3 separate regions of the Danio rerio genome follow, and regions 1 and 3 are each linked to region 2. A link is a contact called in public Hi-C data. All regions are on one chromosome and are shown on one strand. The core of a region is the stretch at or near the end of the contact, and the rest is flanking DNA. Distances in the headings are between cores, read along the strand shown. Region 1 holds the start of dlx2a (distal-less homeobox 2a). Region 2 overlaps itga6a (integrin, alpha 6a). Region 3 has its middle 13 kb from the start of itga6a.

Region 1 (3,257 bases), core at 47-2,546, 64 kb after region 2:
CGAGTCTAATTACTGAGTTTAAATCACTTTTCTATTTAAGGAAGAAACATGTGAACTTGATGTATATAATTTTAACACTGACTATAGTAATTTAGTATTCTTTGCTCGTTAAATGTTCTTCAAACGCAGTCAACTGTGATGCCTTGTTGATTAAAATGTTTGTTTATAAATCCGCTTAAGTTGGTAGACTGATTTACATATTTCAATTGTTTCCGAATATAGATGAGTGACCCTGGACCACAAAAATATACATAATTAACTGTATTTTTTTTTTAATTAAGATCATCTGAATAAAGTGGTTAGCATTGTGGCCTCATTAGCAGGTCGCTCCATGATTTGAGTCCTGGCTGGGTCAGTTGTCATTTCTGTGTGGAGTTTGCATGTTCTCCCCGTGTTTGCGTGGGTTTCCTCCGGGTGCTCCGGTTTCCCCCACAGTCCAAACACATGCGCTATAGGTGAATTGAATAAGCTAAATTGGCTGTTGTTTATGTGTGTGAATAAGTATGCATGGATGTTTACCAGTACTGGGTTGCAGCTGGAAGGGTATTCGCTGTGTAAAACATATGCTGGATAAGTTGGCAGTTCATTCCGCTGTGGTGACCCCTGATGAATAAAAGGAGTAAGCCAAAGGGAAATGAATTAATGAATGAACGAGTAGACTTTCTATTCGTGTGTTTTGTCAGAATCGAACAATATTTGGAAGAGATATGACCATGAGAAAATCTGTAATCTGAGTTATCAAAAAATCTGAATATTTAAACAAATTAGCAATGCATATTACTAATAAGAAATGATGTTTGGATATTTTACAGTATTAAATTTACAGAATATCTATATAAAACATGATCTTACTTAATATTCTGATGATTTTTGGCATAAAAGACCATCAAATACAAGTGCAACATTATGCAGCAAGTGCAAAAAGACCAGTTTTGTCATCCAACATTTTTATTACAGTGTATTTATTTTAATAGAAAGGGTTGATTTAAAGCAAAATGTATACCAACGCACACCGCAATAATGTAACATTTATATAAATATATAATATTTAAAGTATAATTAATAGACTGTTGAATTCATGATTGACCACGCATTAAAATGTTTGTCAATATTTTTTAAACAAGGTCACTGCGAAGTGTGTTTTCATTTAGCACGAAGCGTTGCAGTTTACCATCGCCACACATTTCATGAACATGCATATGCGAGCTGTATCCCGCATTCATTGGCTGCCTCGCGCGCACAAGTTCATCCTCCCCCATGACGCGCGATAAATGTCCGTCCTCCCGCATCTCTGCTGACAGACAATCACAGTTCTGCTTTGCGTCGCGGTTGTTTTCTTCCAAAGTGGAATAGTGCAACAGAACTCAGAAAGCCTACTTAGTTTTGCGCCTTTGAAGATTTTTTTTATGGCTTCACTCTGTCGTTGGACTTGCTTTTAAGTGTGCTTTTGCGGTATGAAAAACATGACTGGAGTTTTTGACAGCCTCAGTACAGATATGCATTCGAACCAGATTACCTCCAGCAGTTACCACAGTCTGCACAAGTCCCAGGAATCGCCGACTCTTCCGGTCTCCACCGCTACCGACAGCAGCTACTACAATAATAATAACCAGCAGTGCGCTGGCTCTCCGTACGGCCAGATCAGCTCTTACCAGTACCAGAACAACAGCATGAACAGCGTCCAGTACAACACTAAATCATACGAGCTGGGCTTCGGAAACGCTTTCGGCCCCTACGGCACCTACGGCTCCTGCTCCTCACCAACTCCTGCAGATGCTGGTAATGATCTATGTGGTTGATATTAACCAATATGAGTAATTATCGCTGTAATTAATTTAAAATCGCAAAGTTACTGTGTATTAACACAACTTATTAAGGTAAAGTTGGTTTTATATTTGCACATTCGTTCGGGGATGCCACCTATACTGTTTACTATGGTACTTCGGTCTTAACACGTAATTATGACTTCAAAACAACATTAGCACAATTTATTTGACTGTAATCATGATTGTACTTTTATAGTCATTGGTTCCTAATATGATTTAAAATTTGCAAACAATAATATTCTGAAATTATAGGCTCTTATTAATAAACTCCGATTGTGTGAATAGAAAACCAACTTTACCGCAAAACACAACTTGTAGTGTTTATTACAAAACATAAATCATTGCGTTTTTATATGCACTTTTCTATAGTATACTCTATTATGTGTGTATAATATAGGAAATCTAAATATTGTTTATTGCATCACATAGAGGTTTCATTATACATATATAAAATGTTTCCATTAGAGTTCAATTCATTTACCACATTTGTTTGTTGTCTCTCCCAGAAAAGGAAGAAAGCGAACCTGAAATCCGAATGGTCAATGGAAAGCCAAAGAAAGTCCGAAAACCTCGTACTATTTACTCGAGTTTCCAGCTGGCGGCCCTGCAGAGGAGGTTTCAGAAGACTCAGTATCTGGCCTTGCCGGAGAGAGCTGAGCTGGCCGCATCTCTGGGCCTCACGCAAACACAGGTACAAAAGCTTGATATACATCAAATATCGGCCATCATATAGTTTAATTATGAATTTATTTCTAAAGTGTTAATTGGTAATAATAATATCAACCTGTGATTATATTATATTAAGAACTATTAAACCATTAATCCTAAAGCCTACTTCTTATTCATACTGGTTTTAGTTGTAACATTATTATAAACACTGTGCGTTGGTATGGCTACATTTTGTTTAAATCCACCCTATTAAATATTGCACTGTAAAATAAATTAGCAATTAGTTCTGACAGTTTGTTTAGGTCATTGTAAACTAAGTCAATCATGTTCTAACTTAATTTGAAAGGTTTTGCGAGCTGTTTTAAATCAGTTTATCATAATATACGTTTAATGGATTCATAATTTGATTCAGCTTAAAAAATTAAGGCAACCAGGATTATTTACAGTGTGGTTACACTTAACAATAAGATTGAATTAGTTAATGCATTTACTAACATGAACAAACAATGAACAATGCATTTATTAGCATTTGTTCATGCTAGTTAACGTTAGTTAATGAAAATAGGTTATATGTGTTAGTTGCAGCCGTTAGTTCGTATTAATAAATTAGTAGTTCGTGTTACTAAATAACTAATGAAACATTATTGTAAAGTGTCAGCAATATTTATACACACACTCAAATGCTGGGTTGTCATTTCCCAAAGTTGCTCAAATATGGACAAAGTTAGTGGTTGGGTTAAAAGCGTCATTTAATTATTATTT
Region 2 (3,204 bases), core at 145-2,644:
AGCGAGAGTAGCCTTAAGTAAAAGGCTTAAGTAACGCAAAAACGCATACAATTAATCACAGCTTTAGAAAGCAAAGGTTGAATCCCGGGCATTTTAGGAGATTTAGATTTATTCAAATTTTTTATATCCCAAAAAGGAGCGTCTCTTTGGATCTGCAGAGGACGTGAGACTGTCTGTGGGAGTGTTGACAGGTCTCGCGCACGCACAACGAAACGGTTAAACGAGAGAAGATTTTTCACTACTTAATCGATCACAGATGTTTGGTTATAGTGGAAAGATACAAAGACAGTGTAAAAAAATGTTACTATAGTAAAAAAAAAAAGTGCCACTAAATATACTTGGTGTATATTATATGCTTGTATTTATACCCATGTTTAAATCCTAAAGCTTTTTGAGATCAGATAGATTCTAATTGATTGAAAAACTTTAATCATTTACTGACTGAACAAACATCTTGAAATTGATTTTGATCATCACAGATCTCATTATAGTTATGGTCTGTGGTGTGAATAGACCTTAAGATAAAATCATATTAAACTAATAGATGATGAGAGCACTCACTGATCTTGGGGTTGTAGGTTGCGGGGTTTGCTCTATAGGAGAAACACGCTTCCACTGTCAAGCTGTAAAGAAACACACGTTAATATCTAAACATGGTACACTTATGATGTCTAGCACAGATATACAGTTGCAGTTATGCAGTTTCTTTTTCAAATATTTCCCAAATTATATTTAACAGAGTGAGGAAATTTTCACAGTATTTCATATAATATTTTTTCTTCTGGAGAAAGTCTTTTTTTTTCAGTTTTAAAATGTTTAAAACCATGGTAAGGTCAATATTATTAGCCAATATTAGTCAATATCTGTTTTCGATTAAACTATTATGTTTAGAAATGTGTTGAATAGATCGTCTGTCTGTTAAACAGAAATTGGGGAAAAAATATACAGGGGGGCTAATAATTCTGACTTCAACTGTAAGTAATGTGTGTTTAAGCAGTTCCCCACCAAATACTGTTGCCACATGTTTTCTTCGTCAAGTCAATTTCCTTCGGTGTCACCTTGATGTCTTTCTTGATGCTGATAACATTTTTGGACCTGCAAAGAAGACGGAAGTTACTACAGGGGGGGGCTTTTATTATGCCACAGTCCACCACTTCCTGTTCTTCAGCTTTTGATCATGCGGAGAAGGAGCAGCTCTGTTTTATCAGACTAAATACATTTCAGGCATCAGTTATAATGCTGCTCTGTGCAGTTGAATAAAACACACAACACATTAAAGCCTTGCTGCTGTTTTCTAGAAAACCAAACCAGAAATGGTGGGTGTGTGACGTTGTTAGCATGAACACACAGCACACGCTTCGTCTCACTAGTTAAAATTGATAATTTCTATGGATTTGAACATCCTTCAAAACAATTAGGACAATGCAAGTACATAAGTCAGCAAAACATAGCACTCTTCTAGCGGTTTTTGGATACTCTTTAATGAAACAATCGTACATATTGTACGTTTAGCATGAACATTTAGCATTTTGGTACCTGTATATGAAAACTGTGTCAGAAAGTGACCCCACGGCCAGATCAGGGTACGAGTTGTGATCCAGGTCCATATTTCCAGCAAGGGAATATCCAAACATCTTAGTGTTGTGTTGTTTGCCTTCCAGTATCTGAAAGATAATGTTAGATATTTGCATGAAACTGGCAATCACACTCAAACAAATGAATTTTGCTGTGTTGTTAAAATTTCTCATTTAAAATGAGTTAAATCGACAGAATTCTTACGTTTTTTGAGGGGACAATGTAATAGTTTTATGTTCAATCCACTTAAATTTGTAAAACTGACTAAATTAATTTGACGTATTTGTGTTAGGATGGTATTAAAGGGATATTTCACTCAGAAATTTTTATTGTCATCATTTCCTCATCCTTCATGTAGTTGAGTTTCTTTCTTCTGATGAACAGAAAACATGATATTTTAAGGAAAAAAGGCTTCTAGAAAATTCACTATGAAAGTTACCACACTGTAAAAAGCAATTAGTTGACTTTACTTAATAATTGTAAGAGTTTTCTCCCTTTTTTAAGTAAACAAACTACACTACCTGACAAAAGTCTTGTCGCCTATCCAAGATTTAGAAACAACAAATAATAACTAGACTTCTAGTCAGTGGCGCCCCCAGAAAATTTTCTTAGGGGTGGCCAAGTAAGGCCATAACAAATCTTGTGGTGGCACATAAAAAAATTATGAATTGTGTATATATTGTGAATAAGGAGTAATGTTATATTTTTGTTTTTGGTAAAAGAAATAATGACGTTTTAATGAATTCCAATAATTACTCTTGAAATAATGTAATTTATTCCGCAAGTACAAGTGCAAACCAAATAAAAATCAATATTTAGTCTAAAACCTCTATCAGGTAAGTTATTTCTTGTACAACATACAATATATGCCATGTCTAACATTGATGAATTATGAATAATGAATATGATTAAGGAATGAATTAATAAACCAAACAAAACCCAACAAAATTTTGAAAAGCAGATTTCAAAATGCATCTAGTTATTTATTTTGGATTTGTGGTTTTCAATCAGATGAAACACAACTTTCTCGTTTCAAAAATAATTTCTTAATAAAAAGTGTGCAATCTCAGTGAATCAGCTTCGTCAGTGGTGCTGATCAATCCACAATAATTTAGTGGCTGCATTTTATTTATTCATTTATTTATTGAAGTATTGTGAATTTAAGTAAATACATTTAAATTAATAATATCAGCAACTATCATATTGGGGTGGCCACAGGGGTGGCCAGAGTTTACACAAGGGTGGCCGTGGCCACCCCTGGCCACCCCTTGGGGGCGCCCCTGCTTCTAGTTGATCATTTGGCATTAGAGGTGGCTTATATAAGAGGCAAAGGCCTCTAGATTATGCTTATTTGACCAAAATAAAACATGATCATGCCTTGATTTTTAATGATTTAATTAGGACAGTAAAGGTCTGACTTTATTTAGACTAAAGTCTCATCACTGAACAGAAATAATGTCCAGTATAGAATATAAAGTCCTGCTGCAGTGGAGACAGAATGAATATTGTGTCTGACTCCATCATGAGCTCAGAGGACTGCATCCATACATCTCTGCAATGACTCAAATCACTGATTAATAAAGTCATCTGGAATGGCAAAGAAAGTGTTCTTGCAGGACTCCCAGAGTT
Region 3 (3,141 bases), core at 327-2,826, 47 kb after region 2:
CGTGTGAACATTTTGAAATGAACATTTCCTCACACTCAAATGGATCTAAACCTGTAAGAGTTTCTTTCTTCTGTTGAACGCAAAACAAGATATTCTAAAGAATGTTTGAGGAAAAAGCAGCCATTGACATCAAAAATATACTACTAAAGTCAATGGCTGTTTTTTTCTCAGCATTCTTCAGTATATCTGCTTTTGTGGTCAGCAGAAGAAACAAACTCAAACAGGTTTGGAGCAAGTCGATGAGTAAATGATGACAGAATTGACATGTTTTGGAGATCTATCCCTAAATGAAATCTGAAGAAACAAACAAATTGTGTGTCTGCTTATCTGAACCCCCCACAAATCCACCTGTCCTCTAGCAGGTGTCAGCTGTCCATAGTTAAACACTCACTTTTGGGGGGTTTCTGAACTAAAACTCTGAGAATCGGCACTAAAGTTTATGAGCCGCAAGTATTGAAAAGACACAATGAGGACAAAAACGTTTAGGACTGTTTAAGACCATTCATTCATTCAATTATTCAGCGACTTAGTCCCTTTATTAATCAGGGGTCGGCACAGCAAAACTCCTCATAAAAGACAACATCCGCCATTCTCCAATTCTTGTACTGCTCTCCTGACAAAAATGCTTGCAGCACACAAACAGCATGGCTGTATCGACCCTGACAGGATCGTGGTGGGTCCATGCATGCGGTCTCACCCAGTCATCAACGTGTCTCACAGCTTGGCACTGGCAGGTCTGCCTTGCCTTCGGAAAGCATGTGCAGTCATGAATAATTAGGAAGCCGGCTCTCTCATAGGATAAGTAAACTCAGCTATGAATAATAATGAGAAACCGACGCGTCATCTTTGCACTTGCAGTTTTGTGCTACGTCACCGATTTTGATTCGCCCCAAAAATCATTTTAAACCCGGAAGCTGAAATTAGCTGATAAAAGCTCAAAAGTTTTCCCCACAATTAAAGCTGACAGGTGCTAACATTGTCTTCACTGATGCTCAACACACAAAAATCTGTTAAAATCTCAATAAAAGTACTCGAGGGTTTCATGAACCTTTAACGATTAGTCCAGAGCACTTGTAGATCTATGACATGTTTCAAGTGCTATAAGCTACGATGCCTCTGTGAAACAGACTGTCATATTAAGATGAGTCGCACAATAATTTTTACGATCTACTCAGCCTTACTATGCTTTAGGGAAAAGAAACCCACAATGTTAATACTCCATTGAATCACAGATGCAAAAATGATCTGGGCACAGTTTTGACAGCAGAAAAAACTAAGGCCAAATGGTGTATACAGAACTCTGCAACAACAGGAGAGTGAATGCATGCATGTGCACCGCAGCTCCATACAGAGACATTCATAAAACATGTGGCCTGTGATATACGTCCAATGAAAAGCCTGTTTTCCTGCATGAAGTGCTGAGTTTAATCTCAGTGTTGTGACAGGGAGCGGGCTCTTTTGTGCAGCGTGGACGGCTGTAAATCCTGCGGCACAAAAGCCCAGCTCTGCTTTATAACTGATGGGGGTGGAGGATCGGAACAATGAGGATGTCAGAGCATCGGGACATCACTGCATTCTTTCTCAGGCATTCGCTCCTGCCTGTGACGCAGGGGATTGTGGGGGATCCCCCCTTTTGTTGCTGTTTAGAGCAGTAAAACGCATCTCTCACTTCAGGATACTTGAGTCCAACGAGAAGCAGTTATAAAAGTGTGTGCAGGCATTCGAGTGAGCTGTTAGCAAGACATGCGCTGAATACAGTCCGAATAATTATCACATGTGATCATCGTGGGCTTCTTATCTGCCGCTGTTCACAGAATTCCATGCATGCTCTGAGTCTGATGCAAAGGCATGTGTTAAAGCAGAGTTTATTAGGGGTTAAGCTCTATCAACCGCATGTGTGGAATATTATAGATAACCACTGAGAAATATTTAGACCTGCCCTCCATGTTTAAATAAAAAAAGCAGAAAGTTCACAGTTTATAGTTGCTGTCTTTGTGTACTTAAATAATAAATAAATAAATAAATAAATAAATAAATAAATAAATAAATAAATAAATAAATAAATAAATAAATAAATAAATACCAATAATTGCACAATAAATAAATCCTGAGTTGTCATAACCCAGCTGTTGGGTCAAAACTTTGGGTTAATTTTTTTAAATTAATTTAATAGGCTCATTCTGAAAATAAAGCCCTGTATACGTTTCTGGAGATCGCTAATTATGTAGCCAGAAGTACGTACGGCTGCATTTCATTTTTGAAGTGAACAATATGGGGCGGTATAACGCCATTCCTTTTCTCACTTACAGCTGACCACTTACCTCCATACGGATGGCTTTACCGCTGTTACGAGTTTGTCCAATTAGCTCACCATGTACATCGGTGGACTTGAGACACAGAGAGGAGTTGACCATGACAACGGGGTTTGAGTCTGGAACAGTTCCAGAAAGCGGGCAAGACAAAAACAGAAGCCAAAAAACAACGTTTACATGAGAACAACACAATTTGAGATCTCAAAATGCGTAGACAGGGGCCTCTGGTGGATTCGCAAAAACAAAAACTGCAAAAAAAAAAAACGTAGCTGCTGGGATGTATTTTGCTCTCTCCAGAAAAGTACATAGCGGTACAAAATCAAAATAAGCCTAAGTTGGACAATTTTGTTCTCTTTATCTCATTGAATCAAATTTCTTCTTTATTTGCAAATGTTTTATGCAAGATTTTAGCTTTGCGCACAAATATAATTCACATCTTTCAGTGTAAACATAGCAAGTGGATTGAACTTCCACACTGCAGATTCAATGCAGCTATTTTAGCTAGCATGAAGACAACATGACTATCTAAATGCTACCAAAATGCTACTTAGTTGAACGTACCAGTGAGTACATTTTAAGTTTGACATCAAATGTTTTAGCCTTTAACTCAATGTTACTTTAATCGCAAATGTTTTATGTGGAGTTTGCATGTTCTCCCTGTGTTGGCATGGGTTTCCTCCAGGTTTTCCTCCAGGTTTTCCTCCAGTTTCCCTCACAGTCCAAACACATGCACTATAGATGAATATGACTAAGTTTGTTTTTTTTTACTTTTATCCTTTTTTATTTATTTATTTTTTTTTTTAGAAAACAATGTTTTGTTAACGTTAAA

Evidence for each region. A called contact is a pair of places that touch in the nucleus more often than the background predicts.
Region 1: a contact with region 2 is called in a Hi-C map of embryo, with 2.3 times the contacts expected there. The contact joins the promoter of dlx2a here to the enhancer-like site in region 2. A contact is called at or near these places in 5 of 18 Hi-C or Micro-C datasets (caudal fin, embryo and an unstated tissue).
Region 3: a contact with region 2 is called in a Hi-C map of embryo, with 2.2 times the contacts expected there. The contact joins two enhancer-like sites. A contact is called at or near these places in 4 of 18 Hi-C or Micro-C datasets (caudal fin and embryo).

Annotation. Positions count from the first base shown.
Region 1 is chr9:3,413,584-3,416,840 of GRCz12tu, reverse strand. dlx2a (distal-less homeobox 2a) reads left to right here and starts at 1,296. Exons shown (of 3, transcript NM_131311.2): 1 at 1,296-1,779; 2 at 2,333-2,517. The coding sequence starts at 1,455.
Region 2 is chr9:3,477,306-3,480,509 of GRCz12tu, reverse strand. itga6a (integrin, alpha 6a) reads right to left here. Exons shown (of 26, transcript XM_005167411.6): 9 at 1,537-1,664; 10 at 1,006-1,095; 11 at 562-623. Among named protein-coding and RNA genes, the nearest start is that of cybrd1, 33 kb to the left of the region's middle. Within about 2 kb of position 1,394, at least 5 of the 62 cell types and tissues checked have an H3K27ac peak or open chromatin away from gene starts, as enhancers often do.
Region 3 is chr9:3,430,451-3,433,591 of GRCz12tu, reverse strand. No RefSeq gene overlaps it. Among named protein-coding and RNA genes, the nearest start is that of itga6a, 13 kb to the left of the region's middle. Within about 2 kb of position 1,576, at least 28 of the 62 cell types and tissues checked have an H3K27ac peak or open chromatin away from gene starts, as enhancers often do.